Linked DNA regions of Gossypium arboreum: region 2 is linked to region 1. Evidence: chromatin contacts called from public Hi-C data. All regions are on one chromosome and are shown on one strand. Each heading gives the region's core, a stretch centred on a gene start, on an enhancer-like site or on the middle of the called end of the contact. The rest is flanking DNA. Distances are from core to core; before and after follow the strand shown. Region 1 holds the start of LOC108478551 (dof zinc finger protein DOF3.4-like). Region 2 holds the start of LOC108479794 (pentatricopeptide repeat-containing protein At3g50420).

Evidence for each region. A called contact is a pair of places that touch in the nucleus more often than the background predicts.
Region 2: a Hi-C map of leaf shows a contact between it and region 1, with 2.7 times the contacts expected there. The contact joins the promoter of LOC108479794 here to the promoter of LOC108478551 in region 1. A contact is called at or near these places in 2 of 5 Hi-C or Micro-C datasets (both in leaf).

What each region holds. Positions count from the first base shown.
Region 1 is chr12:17,854,138-17,861,451 of ASM2569848v2, forward strand. LOC108478551 (dof zinc finger protein DOF3.4-like) reads left to right here and starts at 3,444. Exons shown (of 1, transcript XM_017781011.2): 1 at 3,444-4,817. The coding sequence starts at 3,870. The coding sequence ends at 4,571. LOC128285744 (a long non-coding RNA gene) reads left to right here. Exons shown (of 5, transcript XR_008276286.1): 5 at 8-452.
Region 2 is chr12:18,167,683-18,174,996 of ASM2569848v2, forward strand. LOC108479794 (pentatricopeptide repeat-containing protein At3g50420) reads right to left here and starts at 3,824. Exons shown (of 1, transcript XM_017782585.2): 1 at 1,419-3,824. The coding sequence starts at 3,760. The coding sequence ends at 1,643. LOC108476553 reads left to right here and starts at 4,040. Exons shown (of 13, transcript XM_053022757.1): 1 at 4,040-4,164; 2 at 4,248-4,310; 3 at 4,394-4,498; 4 at 4,595-4,681; 5 at 4,770-5,327; 6 at 5,418-5,897; 7 at 6,132-6,193; 8 at 6,283-6,388; 9 at 6,548-6,627; 10 at 6,788-7,102; 11 at 7,197-7,271. The coding sequence starts at 4,075. The coding sequence ends at 7,233. LOC108479795 (nuclear pore complex protein NUP58) reads left to right here. Exons shown (of 6, transcript XM_017782588.2): 3 at 1-16; 4 at 320-824; 5 at 995-1,035; 6 at 1,209-1,597. The coding sequence ends at 1,247.

The DNA of each region.
Region 1 (7,314 bases), core at 2,194-4,693:
TATGCAGATACCACCAATGGGGTGCCATAGATCCGCCAACGTGTTACGTAATGACGGAAATGGGCTACACTATCAGTCAGGCAAGTACCAACCAAAGAGAATTCCAAATCTCGATCAATTATCTGTGCATCTTTATTAAAGGCGTTTTCTTCCTCATCATCTGAGAGGCGAATGTTTGCCAGATCGTCTTCCATGATGGTCCCACTCAAGAAAGCAGCAATCACAAAATCAGTAAGATCATCGAGAGAAACAAGAAGAAGTCAGACGTAAGACAAAAGAACGTATCAACTCGGACAGAGAGAGAGCGTGCTAATTAGCAGAATTAAAAGGATTTTTGGATATGTTTTATATATTTTATTATTTTTAAACATTAATATGAATTTTTAGGGGAATCAATCTTGTATTTGAAACTTTTTTTTTGAAATAGATTCTTAATCCGGCTTGACTCATAACTTTTAAATGCATTGATAGTGTAGATTTATGTGCATTATTAATTAACTATACGAAGCGAACTTAAGAAAAACTTATACAAAGCCACATCAAATGAAATAAAGTAAATTTAATTAAAAGTTTTTAACAATGTATCATCATTTAATGCATAGAATTAAGTTAAATTAAAGAGATATGTTCTTTTTTTTTAAAATATTTGTAAGAAAACGCAGTTTTAGAGAGAAAGTGAGTGAAAACATGTTTTACTGAAGATTAATAATTTAGTTTTATTGATTAGATGGTTAAATATTAGTACTTTTATCCTTTAAATCCTGAGTTTGATTTTTATCCTACTTACAGTTGTAATTTTTATTTTATGTTGTTTTAATATTTTATTTTTATTTTTAATTAATATTTTTAATACATTAACTCTTTTAGTTAGATGGTTAGATAATTGTGATTTCATCCTTGAGTCCCAAGTTTGAATTCTCTTATAAATATTTTAATATGTATTTTTATTTATTGTTGTTTCAAACTTTTTATTTTTAATTACAGTTTATAAATTAATAAATATTTTTTTCAAGTTTCTTATCTTTAATTATTAACTATTTTATTTATAAAATGAAATAAATTATTGCAAATATAATTATTTTTAGTACATATAACTTTTATATGTGTAATATTTATTTCAATCCCTATCATGAGTGTAGTAAATTGACATATTATATATTTTTGTATGTATATTTAAAATGATTATTTGAAATATTTCACCTATAAAAATATTTTAATATCATACTCACAACGTAGATGAAAAAACAATGATATTTAAAATAATTACATGATTTTATAATATTAGAAATCACCATACTCATGATATAGGCGAATAAAATACATATTATATATATCTAAAAATTAGTTGATATTTTTAAAAATAATTATATCTTTATTATTTAATTTTATTAATAAAAGAGTTATTAATTAAAAATATAAAACTTGAAAATAATATATTTATTAATTATAAACATTAATTAAAAATAAAAAAACAAACTTAAAACAAAAAATACATATTAAAATATTTATAAAAAATCAAACTTGAGACTAAAAGATGAAATCATAACCATCTAATCAAAAGAATTAATATATTAAAATATTAATTAAAAATACTAAAATTTAAAAGAATATGAAATAAAAAAATTTAAACAAACATTAACATTTAACTATCTCATTAGTGAATGAAATTTCCTCTTAAAAAGTATCGGGTAAAATATTCGTGCATCTTGATATAAAATTATAGCACCAAATAGGAGCCGTTGATTGGTGGTAGAGGGAGGAAGAAATAAAGAAGGTGAGGGCGAGAAATGCGGTACGGAGGAGGAATCTGATGCGGACATGACGCTTCCCAAATCAGAGGGGAGACCCAATAATTGCTCCCCACGCTGTCCCCCACTCTTTATTCTCTCTTCCCTTCTTCTACTGTCCCCACCCATCAATCCCTCTCAATCACGCTGCTCCATCTCTCCTTTACTCTTTTTCTTTTTAACTTCCTAAATATTTTACTATCTTTGCCATGCTTCTCTTTAGGATGATGGCGACACCACAAGTTTAATTTGGAATAGGGAGCTATTTTTATCACAAAATAATAAATTTCCCTTAGCTACCTAAAAACTCACGTTCTGGATTCTTCATAAATGTATAATTTCTTATATATTTTTAAATTATGCTTTTTAAGTTTAAAAAAAGTTTAAAATTTATTTTATCTTTTACTATGTTTTTGTGGATTTTATTTTCAAGATAACATTGTTTCTGTAACTTAAGCTATAAAATTTTATTTTATTTTTAGACTTATAATTTACTAATTTGAAAGAAATTAAAAATCAAAATTGTTTCCGGAAAAACATAGGAAGGTATTCAAAACTAACTTAAAAGTTTGATGCAACATTTATCAAAATTCTATTTTATTTAATTAAAAATGCTACTATATTTTTTCCATTTTTCACCCAAATCACAATGAATAAAATATAAATATTGTTTATATAATTTAAGGAAAATATAATAAATAGATTAAAATTATATACTTTATCAATCATTGGAGTAGTCCTTCGACAATAATTTTCAATTACTAAAATGTGTTACCTAAATTTAGATATTACAAATAAGCATGAGGTGCTACCTAAAATTAAGAGAAATTAGCTCATGAACTATTTCCTTCTTATCATTTATGATCTCTTTTAATTATTTAATAATATTTTAATAATTTTTTCATGTCATTAACATATAATTTTGATAAAAAATTTACTATCAATTTGAATTCGAACCTTAAACCTTAAACTCCGAACTCAAATATTAAACTCAAAACATTAAATTTTAAATCCCAAATCTTAAGTGAGTTCAAAATTTTAAGTTGTAAGTTCAGGATCGAAGTTTAGTATTTAAGGTTCGAAGTTTAAGGTTTATGATAAAAAAATATCAAAATTATATATTAATGATATGAAAAAAATTACTAAAATATTATTTAAAAATTTAAAAAAGAGCCATGAATAATATAGTAGGAAGGATGTATAACTAAGGATGAAAGTTGGAAGCAAAAATCAATATTGAAGTGCAGCGTAATCCCTTCTCTTCCTTCTAATTAGATTTTGTATCGAAAAAGGAATCTAAGGTGAAGAGGAGGAATTCATAAACCCTATTTTATATGTACACCCTTAAGCAGACATTGTTGAATATTGATAAAGTTCTGAGCTGTAGTTTTCATCTCTGCTGGAATGTCCCCTCAAAGCTTGAATATTTTTCTATCATAGGGGAGAAATTTGTTATTGCCTAGAATTTTAGTTGAACCCTATGTTTATACCATCCACATTCCAGGCCCTTGTTTCACACTGCTTCAATATTTACTTTAAAATACCACCATCATTAATGTCGTAGTTTTTGCGGACTGTAATGGGTACACTTAGAAGAACTACTAAATTGTCATCATCCACAAGTGCGACATCATTACACAAACCAAAATACAAGACCAAATGGGACCCCCTTTATTTGACTGCTTATCCATCCGATGATTATCGGTTTACAAACGCCAAAATAGCTAAGAAAAATCCAAAAAGGAAACACAGCAACTTAAATCAGTGCAGTTAAACAACACAAAGCCGTATTCCTAGTTGATAGAGCCGACCCTAATCAGACCCCCCATTGTCTAGCCGACTGATCCATCTGTCGTGCCTAACAGAACACTGTAAAAGCCTGCTTTCTTCTCTCTCCATGTCTCATATAACCTTCAGAACTTGTTTTCACTGTCCACCAGATTCTCTTCTCTACCTCTCCTCCCATAAAATCCATCCCTTCTCTGTCCCTTAGCTCCATATAAGCCAAGCAACATAAGCAGCAAAGTCTTAAAACAAGGTGCATACCACTATAGGTGAAGCCATTTTTGTTTTGGTCTGAAAATGCCATCAGAATCGGGAGATCAAAGCAGGCGTTTAAGCAAGGTCCTAAACCCGGGAGCCCCCCCACCAGAACAAGAGCAGCTACCTTGTCCACGTTGTGACTCCACTAATACTAAGTTCTGCTACTATAACAACTACAATTTTTCTCAGCCTCGTCATTTCTGCAAGTCCTGTCGTCGTTACTGGACTCATGGTGGTACCCTCAGGGACATCCCTGTTGGCGGTGGCACCAAGAAAAACGCTAAGCGTTCTCGCACCAACACCCATGCCACCGCAACTACTCATAATAACTTCCCATTACCTGCCACCCCGGTTTTGTTGCCAATCTCGGCCAACCAAGGAAGTTTTGGTATTGGTGGAGAGTCGAAAGGCAACGGGGGTGGTAATGGAAACATATGTGGAAGTTTTACCTCCTTGTTGAATACACAAGGGCCTGGTTTTCTGGCTCTTGGTGGGTTTGGGCTCGGTATTGCTCCAGCACTTGAGGATGTTGGGTTCGGGCTTGGGAGAGGAATCTGGGCCTTTTCAGGAATGGGAGATGGAGCAGCCGTTGTTGGTGCCAACGGTGGTGGGGCCGCTGCTGCTACGGGAATGGGGAACCCATGGCAGTTTGAAGGTGGAGAAACTGGGTTTGTTGATGGCGGGGATTGCTTTTCTTGGCCTGAACTTGCTATTTCAACCCCAGGAAATGGGTTCAAGTGAATCTTCTGTTTTCGGTTCCTCGTCTTTTTCATTTCTCTTTTTCTTTTTCCTAGCACAAGGTGAATTAATGAGTGCTGAGAGTATATTATTAGCAATATCTAAGTAGAGTAGAAATAGGACTATGATATATTCTTCTTCTTTTTGATGACTCAATGCTATGTGATTTGGTTTGTTTTGTCTACCATTTCTATCTGTGTAGAGACATGGCTGAAATCAAAATGATGAGTGCGTAGTTGTTGGTGTTGACATGCCCCACCTTTTAATTTGCTCGAATATTAGATAGCACTGTTGTTTAAGATGATGACTAATATATTTTCACTTATTTTTGTTTAACCGAAAAAAGGGTTGCCAGTTAAACCTTATCCACTCAGTAACGTGCCTTAGAAGAAGTTATTTTACAAGGAGACATCCCCATGCTGAAGTTTGAAGAATTTGTGAGGCAGATAGAAGATTTGCAGAACCGGTCTTGATCTTAGAAACAACTAAAGCAAATTGCAATCTACTTCCACATCTTTATTGCACTTGATTTTATTTCAACAAACCAAATATTTAGCTTCAGCTTAAGGTTAGGGTCTTTCAACCATATTCATCACTGTCAGTATGTTGTGATGCCAAAGCTATGAGCTTTTCATGGAAAACCAATCTTCCTTTTTACCAAACTGAAATTTCAGAAATAGGGTAACATTTCCAGAAGCTGCATTTGACATGAAATATAGAAAGCAAGCTCTCTGGTATTATTTGTAGTTAAAAAGTTGGAGCTGATTTTAGATCTCAAAAACCTGCAAGACCCCAAAATTCATTATAAAAAGAAAAAAATGGGTCGAATTCATTATAGAAGTAGATAAACATTTGGACAGAGCTGCAAGAAATTAATTTTTGGCGGTTAAATTCAATTCAGTGCAGAAGCTAGATCTCATGTTGTAAATGCAACCCCCCAAAATTGCAGATTTTTTCCCTTTTGGTGTATGCACCTACAATACGCTTTACTCCTATTAAATATAATGTTCCGAACTTAAAAGCTCCAACCGTCGGCGTGAATTTAGAGGTCTACACTCTATACTAACATGTCACATTCCGATGCCAATCTCAATTGAAATACATGAATTAAGTTATAAATAACGATGGCTCCTACTTGCATGTCTTGGAGCTCCATAGCCTCCGGTGAGGTGTGATTGTAATGGACGCATCACAGCCTCTGTTTGGATACACTACTCCAATCATCAGTGGGACCAAAATCTTTCAGTGGCAAGAAAAGATCTGGTGAAGAAATCCACTGGAGTATATTTCCAATTTTGTCTCCCTTTATTTTATTTTTAATGGTTATAGTTTTATTTATTAGTTTTCATTTAAATTTTTAAAATAATTTAGATGATTTTTATTTTAAATAAATCAATATATTTATTTAATATCTTTTATTTTTATTTTAGTAATTTTAAATTATTATAAAAATTAATTAAAAATATTTATAAAAATATTATGATAATTTTATAAAAATAAAATAATTTTCTATTGTCCTTAATAATCATTTTCTATTCTCACTTCACCTCTACTATTGCGTTTAAATCCAAACACTCACCACCATTGTTTTTAATCACACTGTTTACTATCCAATCTTACAGCTACAGTAATTAACCTCGCCACCACCGCTGTTTTTAACCTCAGTGGAGCCAAACACATCGTCTATCCAAAGGAAGCCATATTTTAAATTCTAGCATCCTCTGTTCCAACTCAATCCACCTCGAAATATTATATATGCAATTTTCTCATTAACACTTTGAATGTTATAGAAAAATGGGTAGGTGGTTGTTATACACCTATAACAACATTTGAGGTTCAAATCATATTTGAGTTGTATTTAAAGTTTTAAAATTAAAAAAAAGACTATTAATATATTAATAAGTGATATTTAGATTGTATCTTTAATAAATTAACAAATATAATTGGCAAAATAAGGCCTATAGGCCGTTTTTTTTTTAAATTAGGGTTTTGGGCTAGTTTTAATTTTAATTAGAGATATATGTTATTTTTGCTAGAAAGCGCGTCCAACTAGACGAGCTTTCTTGTTCTCTCTCCTAAGGTTAGGGTTTTTATTTTATTAGGGTTAGGGTTTTTTATTAGGATTTTTGTTTAAGGTTTAGTGTATTTTCAAAGCATTCAGGGTTTTCGACGAAAATTCTTAGGTAGTTTTGAGGGGTTGGGGATGTGATAACGCGCCTCAGCACACATAAATTTCATATGTCATGGCGGGATAGGACCATGACTATAGAAACCTATTGTGCGGAAATCCGGTTTCAAGTTAATAATGCTTGATACAATGAGGGGTCAAAGTCAATGTAAAGGTCCCAATTGATGGCCGTGATGCGGTCATGGGTTTGAGTATAACTGGGGGGCTAGGTGACGGTCGTTACTAGGTTAGGAGTTCAAGCTTTTTCGATACCCGCAAACAATGCTCTATATATACTATACATAAGATTGAGGCCATAATCATACGGAAAAACTCTGGAGACTTCTGGTGCAATCAACGTAATTTCTTTATTTATTTCCAAGCAGCTATCTCAAACCTTTCATTATTGTCCGAAGCCCGACATCGAGGTGGACACAAAAGGGCTCTTAGAAGGAGAGCGAATGTTCCGGCATAGTAAAGGTCAAACTCAAGTTGGCGCGATAACAGTTGTAGTTATTAATGGGTTGTGTAATAACAACAACCGTCATCGCTCTAAAAGGAGCATCACCTTTACTGCAC
Region 2 (7,314 bases), core at 2,574-5,073, 310 kb after region 1:
TCATGTGGCTGCCAAGGTAAAGAAGCTACCTGTACTTTTATCATTCTGTGTTATGTTTTGTCTGGTTGACAGTACACAAGTTGTCATATGCTAAGGAGCAGATAAATATCTAGTTGTTTGAACATTTATTAATTTTAATGGAGTTGATGTCAGGATATTTTTGTTTTTCTATATAGTCTATGCATTATGTTATAACATGCATCCAAGATATGATCTTAAACTTTACTTTGGCTTGTACTTTAACACCTGTCCATCCCCGCCCCAAACAAAACACTGAAGAAAGAGGATTTGACTTGTCATGTGATGTTGTATTGTGCAGGTGGAAAGCATTCATCAATATATTGAATCAATGAAAACAGCTTATCTTGCTGATCACCGTCACAGAGGAGATGTTAATGATCCTTTTCTTGAGGCTGATAGGAGAGAAACTGCCAAACAAGAAGCTGCTGCTAAGAGGGTACATCCAACCTTGCATTTACCTGCAAATTCACAACCGCCAACTCAAGTTGCTGGCTTGTTTGCCAGCTCAGCAGCTCCTGCTGCAGCCTCTGCCCCACAGACTTCTGCAGCAACATCAGCAGCTTCCTCGGGAGGTGGATTGTCTCTTTTTAGTACACCGTCCTCTACTCCTGCTTCTTCCATGTCATCTTCTCTGTTTGCAACTCCAACTACAGGTGCTTCCATCCAAACATCCCTTTTCAGTTCTTCATCAGGATCTCTCCTAGGATCTGCATCCACTCCCTCTCTTTTTGCTAGTACCGTACCAGCTTTCGGCTCTACTGCATCTGCTGGAGGTTCACTTTTTTCAACACCATTTGCATCTGGTACCTTCTTATGCTATTATGTTCTCTGCAATTGCTTCTTTCTATTTTCACGAAATATCATTTTGAGATCATGCTTGGTATTTTGCTTGAGTAGCTACTGTTTTTTTACATAGGTTGATAGATTTGATCTAATTATTTTGTGGTCTGACTGAGTTCATTTTCAATCCCAGGTGCTCCAACAGGATCTGGTGCTAGCTTTGGGGCTGCATCTGTGAGTATAATGTTACCTTGACTTTCCTTTTATTTCTTTTCCTTTTTCATTATTGATCATAAAGTATAGGCATAGGTTCGAAGAAGACTAATTCCGAGTCTGCATCAGTCGGCATTGTCACATGGATTGATTATATTTCTCTTACTTGACCTCGTTGATGTATGTTCATGCAGAAATCATCAAGGCCGAAATCTCGGACTGCCCGGCGTTAGTCATCATATCTTGAATATGGAAATCCTGAAGCTACTTTCTGTTCACTGCAATGATCATTTGAACATGAAGGGGCCACATATTTCGTTTTGACAGTATCTATACCCAGTATATTCCTTTAAGTGCAATGTCATTAGCTCTTGAGTTGATCTTGTACGCATGTTGTTGATATCCAGGAAAACAAGATGTTAGCTTTGTCGAATATCCTGATCTTATTTTCAGTCATTCCAGCATTGATTTGTTTGCTACAAGATCCTTATTACTGTAATATTGTAGAACACACATTGTAGGATTTTTTTTCTATTTTTTGAGAAGTAATATTTGAAACTATTATTCGTGTGAAGATATAAAACATCATGGGCAAAATCACATTTAGTTCTGAATTTCTGTTGTCAAACTAGAAACATGAAAGGAAATCGTATGTTACTGATCTTTTCATGTTCCCTTGCAACCTATGGAGTTCAGCTTCTGCATCGTAAACCCGGGGATGCAATTGATCTCCAGACGTGAACATGTGAATAATGTTCTTATCTTCAATCCAGCTTAGCCCAGGATCCTTTTCCAACATCAAGCCTCTCATCTTTCTCCTCATTTCTGCAACATCTTGCCATCTCTCTGTTGCAGCATAAAGATTTGAAAGCAAGATATGGGTTCCACTATCTCTTGAATCAACCGTTAAAACCTGATTCGCTGCATGAACTCCTTTTTCCAGGTTTCTAAAAGTGACACAAGAGCTTAGCAATGTTCTCCAGAGTTCCAAATTATCTTCACTATATGGTGATTCTATAATTATCTTCTCTGCCTTGTCTAATAATCCGGCTCGACAAAGCAAACTCACCATGCAAGAATAATGCTTGGGTCCTGCAGTGCAACCACTTTCCTTCATAAAACCCCATAATAACTTTCCTCTCTCAACCAAGCCACTGTGGCTACAAGCAGATAGTAGAGACAAAAATGTTACTTGATCTGGTCTTAGTTCATGTTTTAGAATCTTGTCGAATAGCTTCAGGGCATTTTCTGCCATTCCATGTAGGCTATATGCCCCAAGCATTGCATTCCAACACTTTAAATCAGGGTTAGAAACCAATGAAAATATGGATTGAGCAGCTTTAAGGTTTCCATTTTTGGCATACATGTCAATCAGACTACCACAAACAGACATTTCAACATCATATCCAGATTTTATAGCCTGAGAATGAATCATCTCACCTTGTTTTAGCATTGCAAGGTCAGCACAAGCACTTAATACACCACTGAGAACAAAGCTATCAATTTTGTACCCCATTTGACACATTTCAACCAACAATCTAATAGCACTCTCCCCATCAGCCAATCTAGAATAACCCATAATCATTTCAGTCCAAACCATCACATCTTTCTTCAAGATCATACTAAAAACCTTCTGAGCAGATTCACTACCACCATTTCTAAAATACATGGACACAAGGGCAGTTCCTACAAAAACACTACTTTCCAAACCTGATTTTGTAATTTGACCGTGCAGGGGCTTCCCATAATCAGATGCCAAGAGTGCACTAGTTGCAGAAATGACAGCAGCAAAAGTGTATTCATCAGGCTTAAGAAAATACATTCCCTTCAACTCAACAAACAGCTCCATGGCTCTTATGCCATCTCCATGCTCTGCCAATCCCGCGAGCATTGAATTCCAAGAAACCAAATCAAAGTTTTGAATCCTGCTAAAAACCTTCAACCCCATTTCAATATCACCACAATTGCAATACATGTCAAGCAAGGCATTTTGCAAAGGTAAATCAACTACTATATTAGAAACGACAACTCGGGCATGGATAGTTTTCCCACACTCATAATTTCCCAACTTACCACAAGCATTTAACACCATGGAATAGGTAAATGGAGTTGGAAAAACCTCAAACTTCATCATATCAAAAAAGAGAGCCAGCCCTTCCATTATCTTATCATTCCTCAAGTATCCAAATATTGTAGAATTCCAAGAAACGACATCCTTGCCATCTATGCCAGCAAAAACTTCATTAGCAGATACCAAATCCCCAAAATTCGAGTACATCCCAAGTAACGAAGTTTGAACACAAACATCACCTAGAAATCCAGACTTCAGAAGAAGAGCATGTAGCGACGAACCAATCAATCTATCCTGAACCAATGAAGCAGCTTGTAACAAGCTCGTGAATGTGGCACCATTAGGCCTTAAACACTCAAAACCCATCTGGGAAACCAATCCAAAGGCTAAATTAGCATGGTTTATAGATCGAGAATACGCGGAAATGAGCGCATTGTATGAAACTACATTTCTATGGGGAGTTTTATCGAACACTTTCTTGGCATCTGAAAGGGAGTTGCATCGAGAGTACATAGATACAAGGTTGTTGTGGAGGTAGGGGGACGGGGAGTGGAGGCATGTTGTGGAGGTGGTCAGTAGGAAAGCGTGGAGTTGACGCGCTTTTTTGACTGTTGTTATGGAGCTGCATTTTTGTACGAGGGACGCTAGATAGCAGCTTTCGTATGACGGTAGCATGCACGCGGCCAAGGAGGTTTCTCAGTTCTGCAACTCTATGAACTGAATCAATCCTAAGTACAGTGTTCGGTCCCCCAAACAATTCTGTGTCGTGGATCGATCCTCAAACCCTGTTCTTAGAAATAAATGAATGAGTAAATAAATAACTAAAATAACATTACCGAAGATGAAAAATTGGGTTGGATTTACTGTTTTCCTTTCAATTTGATTCCTAAATTAAAGAAAGACAATGAATTCAATAAAAGTATAAAACTTGCCCAACTTGGTAATTTTACACTTGTATATAAATACAACATTGCGGTTCTTTAAGAAAAATGGGTAAAAAAATGTCTTCACCGTCGCTCACTGAGTCTCAATTTATTCGTATCTGCCGTCTGATCAACGATTCTCTCCATCCTTTCACCGTCCGTTCCATTCTCCTCCAAAATTTCAATTTCCCCTTCATTTTCTCTCTTTAATCTTATTGTTATTACTTTTGCTATGTTAGGTATCAGAGAATTTGTCTTTCAGCAAACAAGAAGAGAAAAACCTTCTTCTCATTCTCTCTCAGGTTCCCCTCTTTTCTTCTTCTCTAAAACTCCTACATTGAACCTCCTTTCATTACTTAACTCTATTGTCTGGTTCTATTTTCAGGTCTCAAATGAAATTCGCCGCTTGATTCCGTCGGCTCACATATCTTCTCCATTAAACCCAAACTCACAAAACCCCCATTGTTTATCCAAATCAATATCTCACCTGGTACTTTCTTTTTCTTTACTATTTTGTTAATTTTTGTAGTCTTTTCTTGAAATCCCAAATCGCCAAATCACATTAATTCTCAAATTTTCCTTTCAGATTCCTTTGTTAACTCTGGAAAGCCTATACGTTCAACATTTAGCTGGCAATGTGCTCGTTACCTTCTCTGAATTTCTAGCCTCATCTGTATGTTAATCAATTTAAAGATTTTATTTATAACTTTGAAGTTTGTTTTTTCCCTCCTTTTTATTAGGTTCTTTTCTTGTTATTGTAGGTAAAAACCTGGGAATTTTTTATCCATTCGCTCTCTATATGCTTAGAATTATCAATCTCGAACATATCTTCGTGTTCTTTTGAACCTTCAATAACTGGAGCTGGAGGTTCTGGTTCTGACTTATTGAATCTTGTAGGTTTATTTAAATCTAAGTTGAAAAATACCAGCTTGTTTACAGTAGCTGGAATTATCCGCACATTAAGAAATATACTGAAGTTTTTGAAGGAAGAGTGTGATGATGAGCTTGTTCTTGTGCTTTTAAATTCGATAAGCTTTTTCATTTCGAATGTGCCTTGGGATTCAATGGACGAGATCTTTGGTGGAAATGGTGGTGAAGATGATGAACGGAATACTTTGTTCTTGGGGAATTTTATTCAGCTACTATCTTCATTTGTTGACCAAATTAGTTTTGTGGAAGGGTTAGACGATTCCCTAGATAAGAATGTGATTCTTTCCAAAATTATCAACCTAGTGCCTAAACTTCTATATTGGTGCCTTCGCAAGGAAGGCAAATGTGTCAACACGTGCATCTCTCGGTACTTCAGCCACAAATTATTGGTATGTGAATGTAGATGTTTTGCTGCTAACCAATCCTGTTTTACTTTCACATACAAGCAGTCTAATTTGATTGACTTAAGCATTTTGCAGGTTTTGATGATCAGACTTAGTTTACAAATACCCCTAGATTTTTTGGTTCTTGTTTCCTGGTTGCAGCTTCTCCATAGATACTTTGAAGACCTTTTGTATCAACCTTTAACTGATGTCATGAATCAGGATGATTCTCTAGAGGACTCTCCTTTTATGTTAAGTAATTTTGATGGAGAGGTGCATAGCATGCACTCTCGCCATTTACAAAGACAGGCCATTTTTCTTTTCTTGAGGTGTTCCTTCAGTTTGATAAATCTTGGAAAAGCCACTAGGAAGCATTATTCTAGTGCAACTGTGAAGTCATCCATAGATGTTGATGCAATTTCAGAGCACAGTTGTTATGGTAGAGAGAAAGGTTTATTAGAGCTTTATGCATGGCTTTCGGGACATGTTCTGGTCGATAAGCTTGTTGCCCATGAAATGTACAGGGAGAAGTCCATAAACTTCTCATTTTCCCTCCTCAAACTGTATACGCATGAGGTCAGTTTGCTGCAGCATTGAAACTTTGTTAAACACTATGTGTTGTTCCTTTGTCTCTTTGCGTGTTCCTTTTCCTGAAAATTAAAGTGCATCATTATCATTATTTTTGTAAGCTTACTGCAATTATTTGTGCATAAAGAGTTTATTAGTTGCTCTAGAACTAGCTATTTGTTTGTTTTTTTCCTCATCTAGGCTTTCTTAGGGTGCCATTTTGTATTTCCTTTTTTGTCTTAGGATGACATATTATTCAAATTTCTCTTGGAATTGCTTTCTCTACAAGCCTGCGAAGAACAACAGTGAGCACAAATATCCTTGTTGTTACCATCATTTTGTTTAATGATTTTTCTTCGGTTATTCTTTGACCTTTTTCTTGGTTTGTCTACAGATTTCACAAAGAAAGGCTGGCACCTCAAGATGAGATGGAAGATGTTCTTTTTCATGTTTCATATATTTTTAATCCCATATGCCTGTTTCATCTCTTCCTTGCAGAGGCAAGTCTTTTATGCCCTAATCTTGCTATAAGCACTCCAGGCTCCAATTTTGTTGTCCAATAAAAAAAATGTCAATGGGAAAAATATGTTTCTATTTCTTTTATTTGAGTAGGTCATAGATAATCCCTGATGTTATGTGTTTCTGTTCATCATCTGTAGTTGCACTATGATCATCAAGTTCTTCTTGATTATCTTATCTCGAAAGACACAGGAATTAGCTGTGCAGAGTATCTCTTAAGGTATTTATTTTAGTTTCCATCTACAACATGCTGTTTCTTAAACTTGTCCACACAAGGTAGCTTGATAAGACAGCTGTTTTGTTCATTTCCTTTTTACATCTGATTCAATATAACTTGTCATACTTTTCTTCTGGGGTGTGGCCTTTTGTTTATTGTGTAGGTGCTTGCGCATCGTTTGTGATTCATGGCAAACATTTATGGAGTTTTCAGTTTACGGGAAACTAAGTAATCAATTATCTAGCAAGAGAAGAAAAATTTTGTCAGAAAGCTCCAATTTTAAGATAGAGCCGTCATCTGGACCTGTGAAAACGATTCCTTTGTCCCTAGAGAAGAAATTTAATGGTAACCTTGAATATAGACACACGAAACAAATGTATGAGCTAGCCAAAGGTTGTTTGCTTTCTCTGAAAAAGTCCGTGGAGAACCTTCACCTGAAGAACTTGTTCCCGTACAACCCAGAAGTTCTTCTTAAACGGTACTTCATTTTCCTATTATGGTATATTCCTTTCATCAATACTGTAAGGCTCTTCATATGTTTATAGAAGTTCTGTCTCTTGCTTCAATTGCAGCCTAGAAAGATTTCAGGAATTGTGCTTTAAACAGTAGGACGAATACATGTTCTGAGGAATGAAAGCCCTAGTCAGGTAACTGAGCTGTCTATAAGGGTTCTTTGTTTCCCTGTTTTCA